Regions from separate parts of the Mus musculus genome. Here regions 1 and 2 are each linked to region 3. Evidence: chromatin contacts called from public promoter capture Hi-C data. All regions are on one chromosome and are shown on one strand. The core of a region is the stretch at or near the end of the contact, and the rest is flanking DNA. Distances in the headings are between cores, read along the strand shown.

Region 1 (2,700 bases), core at 45-2,544, 44 kb after region 3:
TTTGTGAAAATTTACAGCTACAGCCCATACCCACGAGGGACTCTGTGGATATCCTCTTGAATGAAACTGTTGTCAACAAGGGTGCCTTCAGAGGCTCAGCTCTGAAACACAAGGCCTGGGGAGGCCAAGGTCAAATTTGAGGACCAATAAAAGACAGGGAAGAACAATTTTTTTTTCCAAAAGCTTCACTTTTAGGTGTGTTTTTGTTTCCATTGCTAAAAAACTAAAAAACAAAAACAAAAAACACCCCCCAAACCAAAAAACCCATCCCCACCAAATCCCACAAAACAACAAACAAGCAAACAAAACTCCCCAAAACTAACCAACCAACCAACCAACCAATCAAAGAGTGTGAATGTGAGCGGGTGATCCTGGAGGTACGGACAGAGTGTGTAGATGTACGGACTGTGTGTAGATGTGCAGCCTTTGAGTATACTAGTGAGCATTGCTCTACTTGTGTGCAAGCCATGGCAGAGCTCACTCTTGGCCTGCTTGGCGTCTAGGAAAGCCCGGTGTTGAGGTTTAGAGTGCAGGCAGCTAGTTGGGGGGCCTGGATCTCAGACACAAGCCCAGTGGTACAGGCACCCGCTATTGTCCCTCGTTTTACCTTTATGCAGTTGCAAACTCACATTTAGCCAGTGTCCCCTCAGTGACCTGTCCACTGAGTGCTCCCTTTGCATGGGTGTGGCAGCTGCTCTAAGCCTGTAAGTCCTTCCCCCAAGCCATGCCCTCTCCCCGGAGTGCATGTTCTGCTTGCTGCAAGGGCTGTAAAGATCTGCTTCCTTCTGAGGTATGGAAGGAGCTGGCTCAGGAGAGCTTTCTGTAGCTCCCTCCGTGGTACCAGCTCTTTCCCCTGAGCTCTTTTTTCTTGTGCTTCTTCCTGCATGTCTCACCTACAAGAGCATCTGGAATCTCCTTTAATGGTCACCTCCATTTCTCCTTTCCCTTCACGTCCCCAGGTCCTGACCCATGCCTGGCACAGTGTAGAGCCCAGCGTCCTTTTGCTGAATGAAGCTACAGAGCTACCCCACATTTCCCTGAAGGTGGCAGCTCTCCTTAAACCTGGGACAGAGCCCTCTATTGCCACTCTACACCTGCAGTCCCAAGCCCCCCAGGCCGTAGCTGAACATACCTGGAAAACTGAGAAGAAGCAAAGCTGGGGACAGCCACATGGTCCTGCCTTCCCACTTTGCTGCACTCCTTGATGAACAGCCAGCAGCAAATCCAAATCTCAGCGGGATACCCAAAGCCCTGGAGATCTCAGCTGACTCGTTCTGTTTGTCCAGGTTGCCTCTGAGTGTCTTACTCATAAGCTTCCTTTTATAGCGTGGGTGTTTCCTGCCGTCAGTTACTCAGCACAAGAGACATCAGTTAATGCCAGAGCTGGGTCACTCAGTAGAAACGAGGAGGCCAGGGAACTGTGCAGGGCAAGCAGAGGCAAAGGAGGGAAGCCTGTAGACCAGTGGTGGGGAAGTCTGGACAATCTGGTCTTGGGTTAAGGGGTAGAGCACTCTGGATATTGGATCCAGAAAGGTTCTATGCTATAATGATGGGCCCAGCAGCTGAGAGTCTCAGCTCGTGTTAGTGGGCTGTGCTCAGCACACCTGGCATTGGATATTTAATCCCCAGTAGATGATGTTCCTTGGGTAGCTTTAGGAGATATGGCCCTGCTGGAGGAAGTATGTCACTTTGAGGTTTCAAAGCCTCCTGGCATTCCCAGTAGCCTCTCTCTGCACCCTACTTGCGCTCTCACCTGTTTTGTGTCTGCTGCCTGCTGTCAGGATTCCCTACCATGATCGACTCTAATCCCTCAGAAACAGAAGCCCAAATCAATCATCTCGTCTATAAATTGTCTTGATATGGCAGTTTTGTTCGTTTTTCCAAAATATTTTTATTGATGATTTGGGAATTTCACATCATAAACCCTGATCAAGCTTAATTCCCAGTCTTCTCAGGTCTGCCCCTCACTCTTGTGACCTTTCCTGCAAAATGAAGGAAGAGGAGGGGGATAAAGAGGAGGAGGAGAAGAAAGAATAAGAAGAGGAGGCAGAAGAGAAAGGAGGAGGAGGAGGAGGAGGAGGAGGAGGAGGAGACAGACAGAGAGAAAGAAAGTAAGAAAACAACTTACACTCATTGGAACATGGTCACACTCCCAGTGGCCAGCCCCTTAAAGAAAATTGAGTCCTTCTCTGTTTGTACCCCAGCTGAGGCCATCAATTGTGAGAACTACAGTTCCACATCCTCATCACAGTTTTTAAGACTTCTTTTCAATGCCATTCTGTCTAAACTGTTACTTTTTTGAGGGGTGTGGTAGAGGTAGGATTTGTCACAGACTCTTTCTATGTCACACTTTCTCAATGAGTCTTCAGCCATTGATACCACTGAAAGAGTAGCTTTCTTGCCCTTCACAGTCAATGGAAGCAGGGATCATGGACTTCCACATGGCTTCTGGCAATGGCATGGACCACAGACATCCACACAGTCTCCAGTGGCAGTACAGACCCCAGACATCAACATGACCCTCTGCCACAGCATAGGGTATGGACACCATCATAGCCCTGCCAGCAGCACAGGCCAAGGGCATCAACGTGGCTGCAGGTGTCAGCATGGCCCTCCAACATCAACATGGCCTCAGGTAACAGCACAGACCATGGGCCACAGACATCAACACAACCCCCAGCTACAGCAGGATCATGGATC
Region 2 (2,700 bases), core at 173-2,672, 39 kb before region 3:
GCCAGGGAGACTTTCACCGTTCACTTAGGTCTAACCAGTCTGTTTGCCTTTCTAGCTAGCGTGGGCACTAACTGCCTGCTCCATTCAAGCCTTGACACCTGAGCCTTAGATCTCTAACCTTGGGTTGGGAGGTGGATTTAGGAATGGGAGCGGGTACCCCCACAGCAGCCACCCACTGAAATAGTTCGAGCTTTGCCACATTCCCCAGACCTGACAGAAACTACAGGGCACAGGAAAGGATTCAGGGTTCTAGAAAGTCTGGGCCCCACAGGCTTCTCCCCCCCACACCCCCCTTAAATAAACATTCCTCCTAGAGTCAGAAAAGAACAGAGCGGTGAGGAGGAACCGGCCGAAGGTTTTATCGCTCCGGCAACTCCGGGTGATTCATTGAGTTTAGACTCCAGGTTGTCATAGATGGAGGTACTCAAACACACAGCCAGTCGGGGAGGTACGGGTCACTAGCTCCCTGACCTCCTCCACCTGGCTATCCCCTCGCCTGTGACCAGCTGCCTCCCCCCTCCCGCCCCCCCGCCCCCCCCCCCTCCTCGCGGGAGCCCAGGATTGAGCAAACACGCCCTGCAGCCTGCCCAGCCACCGGCTGGCTCCGACCGCGCTCCTGGCGATCCCCCAGGCAACTCGGCGTCGCGAGAACCCGCACCCTGAGACCCGACTCCCTGCCCTCCCCCAGAGTCCCCAAGGCCCCTGTCAGGCCCAACAACCTCTCCCTTGCTCTTGCGACTTGTCCCCTACGGGGATACAGCGCAATGCAACCAGACCCACTCAGTGCTCCAAAGACAGCACAACTCACTCCCGCGGGATCCCAGGTCCCCAGAGAAAGTGGCCGGAAAGAAAAAAATCTCTTGTTTACTGGGCCAGATAGGCCTCAGCTGGGATTCGCTTCCCTATTTCTGCGGTTTCTTTTCAGCAGATTCCCGGGGCTGGAGGAGAAAGGGTGGATCCGCCCGGGCAGGGAGTGGGGGTGTGGTTCAGGGGAATCTGAATTCGTGGAAAGGTCTTCAGACTTCGGGAGAGGCTGGACTTAGAGTCAGCAACAACGTGGCCAGGAGCGCACAGACCACAGGGATCCTGTTAAACACTACCTCGGGAACAAAACTGAGAGGCTAATTAGGACAGGTCACCACAGGGAACCGGGACGCGGGGAGGGGAGCCCGCGTTGTAAGAAACTCGGGCGTGGGGTAGTCAGGCCGACAAAGACTCCGGCCAACAGCCCGCAGGGGTTCTGGACTCAGTCCACAGATTTAGGGACGTGCGCCGTGACATTCCCTCGTGATCTTGGAGACTGGGCTCTTCGGGAAGGATCACGCACGAAAGAGGAGGACGCTCCGTGTGCGCTGTGTCCACGTGTGCAAGCTCGCTAGGGGAGGGGGCGCGGAGCCGTGACAAAGACGGACTTTGTGTCCTAGTGTGTTCCTCGCTCCAGCCCGGAGCAGCGAACTGTGCCAGGCATGTGTCTCATGGGAAAGCCAGGACGAAAGTGACAAAGGTTGGGTGTCTGTCACGGGTAGACGCGCCAAGGTGGCCACCGTGAGTCTGTGGGTGCGTGCGATCGCTGGGAGATGCAGCCTAGGGGTGTACTGAGCTGCACCCCGAACCTCTTTCGGGAGAGAAAGGCGAATCCAGAAAGTGAGTACGCGCAAGTGCGCGCGCGCCCGCGTGCGGGGGCGTGGCAGTAAACAGCAACAACCCACTAGTCAGTTTGGCCAGAAACTCCGATCGCCTTTCCCAACCCGAAAGTGCGCGTCGGCCGAGCCTGGAGGTGAGTCGGAGGGGGCAGGGCCGGGCGCGCTTTGTTACTGGGGATTAGGATTGCTCGTACCTGGAGCGCTGCTGGCCCCGGAGGAGCGCCGGGAATGGAGGTGATGTCACGGTGATGCAGCCCGGCCCACCCTGGCCGAGAGAGGGGAGCACTGTGCCTGGGGAGGCGGGCGGGAGAGCGAGCCACTGAGCGCGCTTAGCTCAGTGCTCAGTCGGGGGTCCCTGGGAGGCAGGCCCCCGCACCTTTGCTCAGGCCTGGTCACCCCCCGCCTGAACGGGCTCTGGCCCCGCGCCCTGCTTTGAGTCCCTCCTACGCCCGCCGGCGCCCTGCCTGGGGCCGAAGTTGGCTCTGAGCGCGGCGCCGGAGCGGGCTGGCTGCGCGTCCCAGGTAAGGGCTGCTGCCTCGGCGCTCCGCCCTAGCCATCGGCCCGCAGGAAGGGCTGGGTCCAGCTGGCTGGGAAAGGGAGAGGGCCGAGGCCCCCGGTGAAAACCCAAGGGGTGGGTGACGATGCACCCACTCTACAAGTTCGCAGAAAGTTTCCAAACCCGAGCCAGCTGGGGATTTAATGGCTCGGGGAAGCCAGGTTCTGCGGCCGGGGGTGTTCCGCAAGGGATCTTAGTGTCGGAGAGCTGTTCCTCTATCCACTCTCGTAGTGGGAGGCTACGGTCGACTGTGACTGTAGGTTGGCTTCCTTTCCTTATTTCGCGGCAGTGCGTGGGGAGGGCAGGTTTCTGTGACCAGAGGGATTAGGGACAGAGAGCCTGGTCCTTTGCTCTTTCGGTTCGAACTTTCAGGGGCGTAGAGTGTTGACACAGTCCAGTTGGAATAGGGAGGTGAAGGCTCAGGATCTCTCCGCGGGAAGTTTGGAATTTCAGAGGCCTACGGCGCTTCTCCGTGTAGAGGCCTATGTTCTGGGTCCCACC
Region 3 (2,700 bases), core at 17-2,516:
TCGGATCCCATTACACATGGTTGTGAGCCACCATGTGGTTGCTGGGATTTGAACTCAGGACGTCTGGAAGAGCAGTCAGTGCTCCTAACCTCTGAGCCATCTCTCCAGCCCTGTTAGTTTGTTTTTAATTTTAGAAGTACTGTGGTGGCTTGAATGAGAATGACTCCCATAGGATCATCGTTATGAATACTTGGTCACCAGGGCGTGGCATTCTTTGAAAGGATCAGGAGGTGTGGCCTTCTTGAAGGAAATTTTCTCTGGGGGAGTGGGCTTTGAGTCCCAGTCAGTGTCTCTCTTCCTGCTGCCTGCTGATCTGGATGTAGAACTCATAGCTCGTTCTCCGGCACCATGTCTGCCTCCAGGCCACCATGCTTCCTGTGGTGATGACAATGGACTAGACCTGTGACACTGTAAGTCAGCCCCACTTAAATGCTTTTTATAGATAACACTTGCTGTGGTCATGGTGTCTCTTCACAGCAAAGAAACACTGACCAAGCCAAGTATCTAGAACACAAAGTTCCATACTGATCTTTAGTTGACATATGATGCTATTACTATCAAAGAGTGGTGTGTTTTCTTGTTGTTGAAACAGTCTCTCCAGACTTGTGGGTTCCAGCAATGCTCCTGACTCAGTCTCCAGAATAGTTGTATAATAGGGGTATGTCCCCGTACCTGGCCATCAGAGAAATTTCTTCAGGATCCTGAAGCGTTGTCTTCCACCCGTCTAGCAGTGTAACTAGCAGGTATCTTCGAGGGCACATTTGTAGCAAGAGGAGGAAAGCGTGAGATGCTGAGGAGGATCTGGAAGGGAGGGCGCTCTCGGGACCTCATCATTGGCATAGGGCTGCCTGCGGCTTTAATAACTACTATTATTATATGATTAATATAGTATAATAGCTAGCTATTGGGTGACCTGTTTTACAATAAGGTCAGAGTTTCCTGGGCTTTCGTGCCATTCTGTACGAGCTGGAAGGGTTCACAGGACCCCTGTGTACATGTTTGGTGTCTCCGTGGACCAGAGAAAGAGGGAGATCTGCAAGTTGTCTGGGTCCTTGCTCAAGTTCAATGGGGCTACACAAGAAAGAAGGTCGCAGCCTGGAGAGCCCCTGGTCAAATGGAAGACACATTTTCCAACACCAGAAACCCTTCAGGAATTTTTGGGGGTCCAGGCCTAGAGCTCCCAGGAAGGCTTCATAGTGGGCACCACCCAGGCAGGGCTAGCAGGTCTTCCTCTCCACAAGGCTGCCATTCTTCCCACAAGGAAAGGAGGAGTGACTGGGTGCCAGTCAGAATGAAACCTGGCCCTGCACCCTGAGCCAGACGCAAGCAGGGGTCATCAGGCTGTCATGGCAGCCTGGCAGTCATGAGATCAGAGCCTCACGGGGGGTTCATCAGCTCGCCTCGGCTCCTTCCGATTCTTTTAGTTTCTCCCGTAGCTCCAGGAACAGAACTGAGGAAAGTCGGAAGCAAAACAGCTAGACACAAAGAAAAGCAGAAGTGGGCGTCTCAGAGACTGGCCGTCCCCCAGCGGGACTGAACCGTGGAGCGTCCAGCCGTGGCCTGCCTGCCGGTGACCCGTGTGTGGGAGAAATGACCCAACTGGCCTCAGCTGTGTGGCTGCCCACACTGTTGCTGCTGCTGCTGCTTTTTTGGCTTCCAGGTGAGGTAGTGTCTGCCCGGGAGGGCGGGGGGCTTCGGGGAGATGCAGTGTGAGGCACTGGAATGGGGATCTCTCTGTGCACAACACCAAATGTGGCAGCTGAGTCCTTCATGTAAGGTGGATGACCAAAGAAAGGGCCGTGCTTGGGGGGAAGGGACCGGGATCTCCCTCTGCACACAGCTGTCAGAACAAGAGACAAGTCAACACACGGTGGGGGCTGGTGGCTGTCCAGGACGGGTGCCCAGAGGATTTTTGGATGGTTTAGAATAGAAAACAGGAGGTCAGGGCAGGTGGTACCAGTATGAGTGGACAGTGGTTGTGTTGAGAGGCCCTGACAGGCACGTGCTGGTGTGGATGTGTGTGAAAAAATTTAATCTGTCTATCTTTCTTTCCTTCTCTTCCTTCCTTCCATCTTTCCCTCTTTCTTTCTTTTCTTCTTGGGTCCCCCCCCCCCTTTTTGGGTTTTCAAGGCAGGGTTTCTCTGTGTAGCCTTGTTTGTTCTTTCTTTCTCTCTCTCTCTTTCTTTCTTTCTTTCTTTCTTTCTTCCTCCCTTCCTTTCTTTCTTTCTTTCTTTTTTGTAAGGTTTTTTTTTTTTCATTTTCTTTTTGGGATAAGTCTCACTGATTAGCCTTGGATCTCACTCTGTGGACTAGGGTGGCTATGAACTCACAGAGACTGCCTTTCTCGGCCTCCAAAATGCTGGGATTAAAGGTGTGCACCACCACACCCCACAGACTTCTTTTTTGGTTCTTTACTCTTCGAAAATTTCATGTATGTGAACAATGTAGTCTGACCATATCTGACCTCCCCAAGTCTGATTCCCCAAGTCTGTTCAACACATCTCCCTCCAACTTAGTATTATTTATATATTTTTTAAAAAAACCATTGAATGATTAGCACTGGCTCTATGCACGTGGGTATGGGGTCATCCACTGGGGCAGAGGCAACCTGCCAATAGCCACACCCCTAAAGGAAAAAATTTCTAATCCCAGTACTCTGGAGGCAAAGGCGGGCAGATCTCTGTAAGTTTAAGACCAGCC

Evidence for each region. Capture Hi-C pulls out chosen DNA fragments and counts their contacts.
Region 1: a promoter capture Hi-C map of pancreatic islet shows a contact between it and region 3. The contact joins the promoter of Cd300lb here to the promoter of Cd300a in region 3. A contact is called at or near these places in 2 of 39 promoter capture datasets (embryonic stem cells and macrophages), 2 of 484 Hi-C or Micro-C datasets (the AML12 cell line and peritoneal macrophages), 3 of 115 datasets of contacts at active chromatin or transcription factors (the HPC-7 cell line, bone marrow-derived macrophages and embryonic stem cells) and 3 of 9 other capture datasets (adipose tissue, liver and pancreatic islet).
Region 2: a contact with region 3 is called in a promoter capture Hi-C map of adipose tissue. The contact joins the promoter of Gprc5c here to the promoter of Cd300a in region 3. A contact is called at or near these places in 2 of 39 promoter capture datasets (maxillary cranial neural crest and second pharyngeal arch cranial neural crest), 2 of 15 datasets of contacts at CTCF or cohesin (CD8 T cells and the NIH/3T3 cell line), 15 of 484 Hi-C or Micro-C datasets (CD4 T cells, CD8 T cells, Th17 cells and 9 more), 14 of 115 datasets of contacts at active chromatin or transcription factors (the HPC-7 cell line, the SCID.adh cell line, double positive thymocytes and 7 more) and 4 of 9 other capture datasets (adipose tissue, liver, macrophages and 1 more).

What each region holds. Positions count from the first base shown.
Region 1 is chr11:114,933,077-114,935,776 of GRCm38.p6, forward strand. It overlaps Cd300lb (CD300 molecule like family member B), which reads right to left and starts at 1,295. Exons shown (of 4, transcript NM_199221.3): 1 at 1,133-1,295. The coding sequence starts at 1,172. It also overlaps the pseudogene Gm11699.
Region 2 is chr11:114,850,110-114,852,809 of GRCm38.p6, forward strand. Gprc5c (G protein-coupled receptor, family C, group 5, member C) reads left to right here and starts at 1,423. Exons shown (of 5, transcript NM_001110337.1): 1 at 1,423-1,777.
Region 3 is chr11:114,888,775-114,891,474 of GRCm38.p6, forward strand. Cd300a (CD300A molecule) reads left to right here and starts at 1,267. Exons shown (of 7, transcript NM_170758.4): 1 at 1,267-1,660. The coding sequence starts at 1,591.